Regions from separate parts of the Sus scrofa genome. Here region 2 is linked to region 1. Evidence: chromatin contacts called from public Hi-C data. All regions are on one chromosome and are shown on one strand. Each heading gives the region's core, a stretch centred on a gene start, on an enhancer-like site or on the middle of the called end of the contact. The rest is flanking DNA. Distances are from core to core; before and after follow the strand shown.

Evidence for each region. A called contact is a pair of places that touch in the nucleus more often than the background predicts.
Region 2: a Hi-C map of fetal skeletal muscle shows a contact between it and region 1, with 3 times the contacts expected there. The contact joins two enhancer-like sites. A contact is called at or near these places in 6 of 47 Hi-C or Micro-C datasets (embryonic fibroblasts, epiblast stem cells, fetal skeletal muscle and 2 more) and 1 of 2 datasets of contacts at active chromatin or transcription factors (skeletal muscle).

What each region holds. Positions count from the first base shown.
Region 1 is chr2:90,350,233-90,353,236 of Sscrofa11.1, reverse strand. LOC110259415 (a long non-coding RNA gene) reads right to left here. Exons shown (of 3, transcript XR_002341792.1): 3 at 1,684-2,291. Among named protein-coding and RNA genes, the nearest start is that of ATG10, 85 kb to the left of the region's middle. Within about 2 kb of position 1,401, at least 71 of the 83 cell types and tissues checked have an H3K27ac peak or open chromatin away from gene starts, as enhancers often do. A contact at or near this core is called in fetal skeletal muscle, where this site is marked.
Region 2 is chr2:90,578,842-90,581,845 of Sscrofa11.1, reverse strand. ATG10 (autophagy related 10) reads right to left here. Exons shown (of 5, transcript NM_001190281.1): 4 at 1,057-1,195. Among named protein-coding and RNA genes, the nearest start is that of RPS23, 100 kb to the left of the region's middle. Within about 2 kb of position 1,380, at least 18 of the 83 cell types and tissues checked have an H3K27ac peak or open chromatin away from gene starts, as enhancers often do. A contact at or near this core is called in fetal skeletal muscle, where this site is marked.

The sequences.
Region 1 (3,004 bases), core at 152-2,651:
TTTGTGGGTTATAAGAAAATAAATAAATAAAAATGAAAGTACCACCCAAAGAAAAGAAGTCTGAATAATTCAGGGAGATTTTTGAGGCATGGCCAACAGGAAAATTCACTGTAGAGAATGACTAAACTTTCAGGAAAGCACACTTCTTTGTGTGTTTTTATTTATTTATTTATTTATTTATTTATTTATTTTTAGGACTGCCTGCTCTAAACTATATTTGAATCCGTTTGATTTGCATTTGTCAAAAGTAACTTACAGTGCCAGAGAAACACCTCAGTTACATTTTCTTTAGATTTTATTTTTAGCTTTGTGTTTTATTTTGTGTTTAAGATAGGCTAGCCCCTTGGGACTAGCACAATTTTCCTGTTTATGGTAGTTTGAAAAATAGGAGAAAGTGTCTTGCTTTTTGTTACCAAAGATTCATGACTGTAGTTATAATTTTTCTAAAAACAGTTAATAACAGCCTACCAACAAGAAGAGTAAATCCTGTACCTGGCTCCCTAAAAGGATTAAATCAGCCTCCCCACCATAACATAGTGGGATAATGGGCAATATTCTCTGCAGAGATAGTTATTTACTCTATAACTTATTTTTGAAGAATATAGAAAAAAAATTTGCTGCATCCACAAGTGGATTTCCAGTCCAAGAGAGATTTGGGGCTGCCCATTTTAGGGACACTGAACCCTTTCAGCTGCCCAAATCTGACCAGACATTACACAGGGGATACTTGCAACCCTCTCTCTCTGATCTCCAGGGTCTGAATGCAGTAAGTGGCCTCCCAAACAAGAGAGAAAAGTTAGTATCAGCGTCTGAGTTCCAACTCCTCCACAAAAACCTGTGGCCCTCAAATGCCACCAAATCCTGAATGCCTACGTCACAACTCAGCAAGTCAGGCCTTGTCCTCTCCAGTTTGAGAAGGATTAAAGGTGCCCAGATAAAACTACGGAATGGAAAGGGTTAATCAGAATCCTCCTCTTCCTCCTCCTCCCTCCGCCCTCCTCCCCCGCCCCCCCGCAGAGCCAGAGTATCTCAGCAGGGAAGCGACTGGAAACCACAAACACCCAAGCTGGGTAGCAGCAACTCTGAACCTGCAGACTTGGCTCAGGGAAAGGAGTCGGTTTAGACGAAATGGTTTTATCAAGGTATCTGAACAGACTCATCAGAGACAGAAAAGGTGGTGCGCCCCTGCCCTCATATCGCAGGAATTTCTTTTATGTTGCAGTCGAAGCCTCCAAATACATTTTATGACCCTAATGCCCTTTATTCCGATAGCCCCCGAGAGGTGTTTGTAGAACTGTCCAGCAGGAGTTCACAACGCAGAGGGAGTGTAGACAGCCCCCGCCCCCCTCCCGCCGTTAAGTGCCCAGCCACGGCGTCCAAGTAATCTTTGCTGAGGGGTGGGCCCGCAAAGAAACAACCTTCGCCCCGGTCCGTGCATCCTCCAACCCAGCGGTGGGCAAGAGGCTGCAGGACAAATTCGCTGACCCTGGCCCGGGCTCCCAGCCCCCTTCCCCTAACACCAACATCCCCCACGCCCTCCTCGGTCCCTTCCCCGCTTCCCATCCGGGGGCTGTCCCTTATCTTCCCCAGAAACCTACCGGCGCTCTGAGCGCCCACCAGCAAATTCCTAACAGCCCCAGCCTTCCAGGAAAGCAAAAGCAAAAAAAAAAAAAAAAAAAAAAGACCATGACATCACGGGCAGGTTTATTTGGGTTTGTTTGTTTGCTTGTTGGCTCGATTAAATACTCGTGGAAGGTGAACGTACCCCACACAGGAGAAGTTTGATGTTGACAAACTTCTGGTGGCAGCGAGACTGTGTCAGCACAACTTCCGGGATAATGAGAGCTGCTTTGCAGGGAGCGCGGCAGCGGCGGCGGGAGGCGGCCACAGGACGGAACAGCAAATGCTATTCAGCCCGAGCAGTTTCAAGCCGCCCGAGCTGGGGAATTACTGTAGTCGAGCTACGGCTCTTACCACCGGCGCTGGATCTGGGCGCGCGTTAGGGGGGGAAGCTGCAGGCACAGGGCGCCGAGAGGGGAGCTTTCAAGTTACTTTGCTCCATCTCTGCACCCGGCAGAGGCAGGCAGGCTGCGTGGTAACTGCCAACATCTTGTTCCCAGCTCCTTTGGGCGGTCGCCCTGGAACCAACCAACTTTTCTCTCCCCCAAAACTCCCTCTTTGTTTCAAATAGGACTCTCCAAAATTTATTCTTGGGAAGACTGACAGCCGGGGTCAAGAAACAGCTGTTGAAGTTAATGTTTCTTCCTCCCACTTCGTCTGATGGTTGTGCCCTGCCAAGACAAAGTGAGAGGCACTGCCTAGTGGCTTCTTTAAACAGACAAGCATTTAGCCAAAAAAAAAAAAAAAAGTGGGGGAAAGAGGGGGGGATATTTTCCTGCTTAACATACAATCTGATCAGAAATGCAACAGCATGTGCCTTTCAACTTGTGCTGATTACTCGCTGAAAAGATGCTGCATCTTTTAGTTTTGAACACTTTGAGCATTGGGGGCAGGGATGGCAGGAGAGGTGGTTGACACTTTTCAAATTTTAGTAAAGGGGCAAAAATTTTAAACCTTCCTCTGACCCACCTGTCCCCCTCTAAGAATGGTAGAATGGCCTTGGGGAGTGGGAAAAAAAGAGTTGCATTCCTTTGCAAGGTTTGATTCACATTTCAAATTCCATGTCATTATGCAGAATAAGGGCTTTCCTAGACCTAGGCAAATTGTTTTTATTTGGAGACCTAGGCCAACCGGAACCTTGCTGCCAGCTCCTGGTAGCTCTGGGTGGTTTTCTCCAGATTAAGCCTGTCTCCTCTCCAGTTCCCCAAACCAACTCCTTTGCCCTGAGGGCATACTCAGGGGAAAGCTACCTTGTTTTTTCTGCTTTCTTGGGGTGCAGGTTGGTTTTAGCACAGCCCTTCCTCTGCTGACTGTGCTTTTTAGGGTGCCCTGTTGTCTGCCTGAGTCTCCATCCCCTGACTGAGCCCTCTGCCAGTGGCCAGTC
Region 2 (3,004 bases), core at 131-2,630, 230 kb before region 1:
AATTTACCCCAAATTGTCAGTTCTTAGGAACTGCACCTCAGATTAAAATCTTCTCACCAGGGAGTCTATGAGAATTTGTTCTTGTGTTTTAAATCCTAAGTGCTTGTTAAACCGCCAACACTGCAAAATTAGAGACCATTAAACAATATAAGGCAGCAAGTGATTAAATCTACCAAATACACATTCAAAGCAGCTTAAGCTACTTTTTAATTAAAAATAAAATATCACTGGCTAAATTCAGATGTCTTAGCTATCCAGAAAAGGTTAGAAGGCTGTTCAAAATGCAAAAGGCTGCTAAGTCCAGATAGAAAACGAGAAACAGGGGAGGGTGGGCTGGGGAAGTGGCTCTTCTTGTCCCTGAGTCCAGGGTGGAGGGGCCTCAAAATGCTGACCCAGTTTAGTCAGAGGACAATGTGAAGTGGGGAGTCCCAGCAGCACTGCAGGGTGAGGACTCCACGCGGCTGCTGATTAAATAAGCTTTATTAGCCAAGGCCTCAGAGGAGACAGGGTGTTCCACCTTGGCAAAGGGAATGAGTTGAGTAACAGCATGGCAGGAAGCTGAGGCATCAGAGATGTATAGATGGCTGAAGGAAATGTTAGCGCTATTTTAAAATACAGCTTAAACGGATTGATAAACAGTTCCTGAAATAATAATTAGTGCTTGGGGAAGGAGACATGGGTACTTTTGAGTTAATGGGATCACTTGAGATGGAAAGAAATCTTTACCGTAAAGTTAGAGTAAATAAACCTTGTAGCTTTAAGTTGTTCCTACTTGTTTAAAGTAAAGAAAAGAAAAAGGGCCAGGGGGGCTTAGTCAACGTTGGGCAGGAGGCCAAGAATCTGAAGATCAGACTTAAGGCTGGGATGATATCATTCACTCTCAAGTCTCGATACTCTTTCTAAAGCATGAGAAAATTTACTGGTAAAGCCTTACCTCACCCACAGTTTTCTTATTTTTAACTCTATTTTTTTCTCTCAAGAATAATTTTCCAAATCTGCTTTCTGCCTTATATGTAAATGTTATGAATTTACATTTAGCTTCCAACATGGTCTTACCTAAAAAGCTTGCCCTAAAGTAAAGCACAGGCACTTGGTAGCTGCAGGAATATAAGACATGATATTCATATTTAATCACTTCAGTTGCCGTGTCAGTCTCTGTCACTTCAGAATCATCCAGGGGTGGCTCTAAAGCCTCCTGAAAAAAAAAAAGCAAATACAAAAACAAACAAAATATGTTTGTCAATAAAAAGAATACATTAACACAGAGAGAGAAAGATGTGGATTTTCTTTTGCAAAATGACAGTTAAATAAATATAGGACTATGAGGTAAGGAAAAGGGAGTTTCCCACATTAATGTTTAACATTTGAGTCCTGGGTAAATAGTAAAACCAGAAAACATTAGCACTAAGTAATTCCAGATTGTTTTTGAGAGACAAAGCAACTCTGGGTAAAGAAACAGGAAGAAAAAAAAAGCAAAAAGATCTATTGCAACAGCAACTCTGAAAAATCTTTACTGCACAATTTTAGCAACAAGATGATGGTTATACAAGCTACCTTCTTCCCTACCTGTGAAAGCTAAAAACATCCTAACAATTGAACAAGAGACTGTGAAATGTCCCTAAAGATTCTATTGTACTTGCCAAAAGATGATTCATTGTGTGCTGAACAATTCCCAGTTCCATTTTGAATAAGAAAGTTATTTTGCAAGAGGTTGAGTTTGTTAGGTACATTTCAAAACCTGAGATGAATCTGTTTTCTTTATTATTGTGCTATCTTTGGTATATTTCTCCAATAAATCCTGATTTATAATAGAGTATAGATGGCAAATATTAATGTTAACTTAAACGGGGTTTAAGCAAAGATGTGTTCTAGCCAGCTCACTTCTCACCTAATTATTCTTCACCAGTTGATTTTTTACTACTATTATTATGTGGGGGGGTTTCTTGAGAATGTATTTTAATGTTTGGAAGCAATTAACTGGGCATGTTGAGTCAGAGTCAGATTCTATCCACATTCACTTGTTTATTTGGGTTGAGGAATTTTCTTTGACCTTCCTAGTAGAAGGAAAAAAGCAGGTTGGTTTGGCTCATTTCTACCTCTCATTAAAATGGTAACAACAATGAACAATCAGGAAGAGCTACAGGAAAGATTTCAAACTTTATCAATATGAAATAAGGTTTCCTGTGGAGATAAGTAAAGCCACAGACTACTCTCCAGATCTGTTATCTGCTTTACTAATTCCCCACTCACAGTCAATTCATTGGGGAAGATACTACACTAGATAAATCCCAGCCGAAGATAGTTACAAAATAGTTTTTCACTAAACTCCAGTAAACACTATAAATTAAACACAATGAATTTAAAATAACCACAGAGAAATCATTGAAATAAATATTTCAGATAAAATTAATAAGTAGGGGGCAAAGATAAATATGTCTTCTTTTAAAGCAATTCTCTTAACCCAAGTTCTTTCTTTTTGGTCAAAGATTGGAATTATCTGGCAATTATAATTTCTTTTCTTTCTTAACATTATAAAATCATTGTGATGAAAAATAATTGCAAACACTACACAAGTACATTAAAAAAAAAGTGAAATTCCCCTCATCCCAGCACTTTAGTAACTCAGATTTATAACCATTTTCAATAGGTCATTGTGTACTTTTCCAGAATTTAATTTTTTGGCCTAGAAACACATATACACATATATATCTGCCTCCCCTCCCACTTCTACATCTGCAATTAATATGTGGGCATATTACCAGGTGTTGCCATATCAATGCTATATATTTTGCTCCTTCTTTTAATGACTTCACTGTATGCCACTATATGACTATGCCATAGTTTTGTGTGTTTTTTTAAACATTTCCATATTGCTAGATATTTTAGGTTAATTATAATTTTCTGCTACTACAACTAATGCTACAGTGAATATCTTAGCACATATATTTTTATACACCTCTATTTTTCCATGGTGCAGATTCCTAAAGGTGACATTAATGTATGA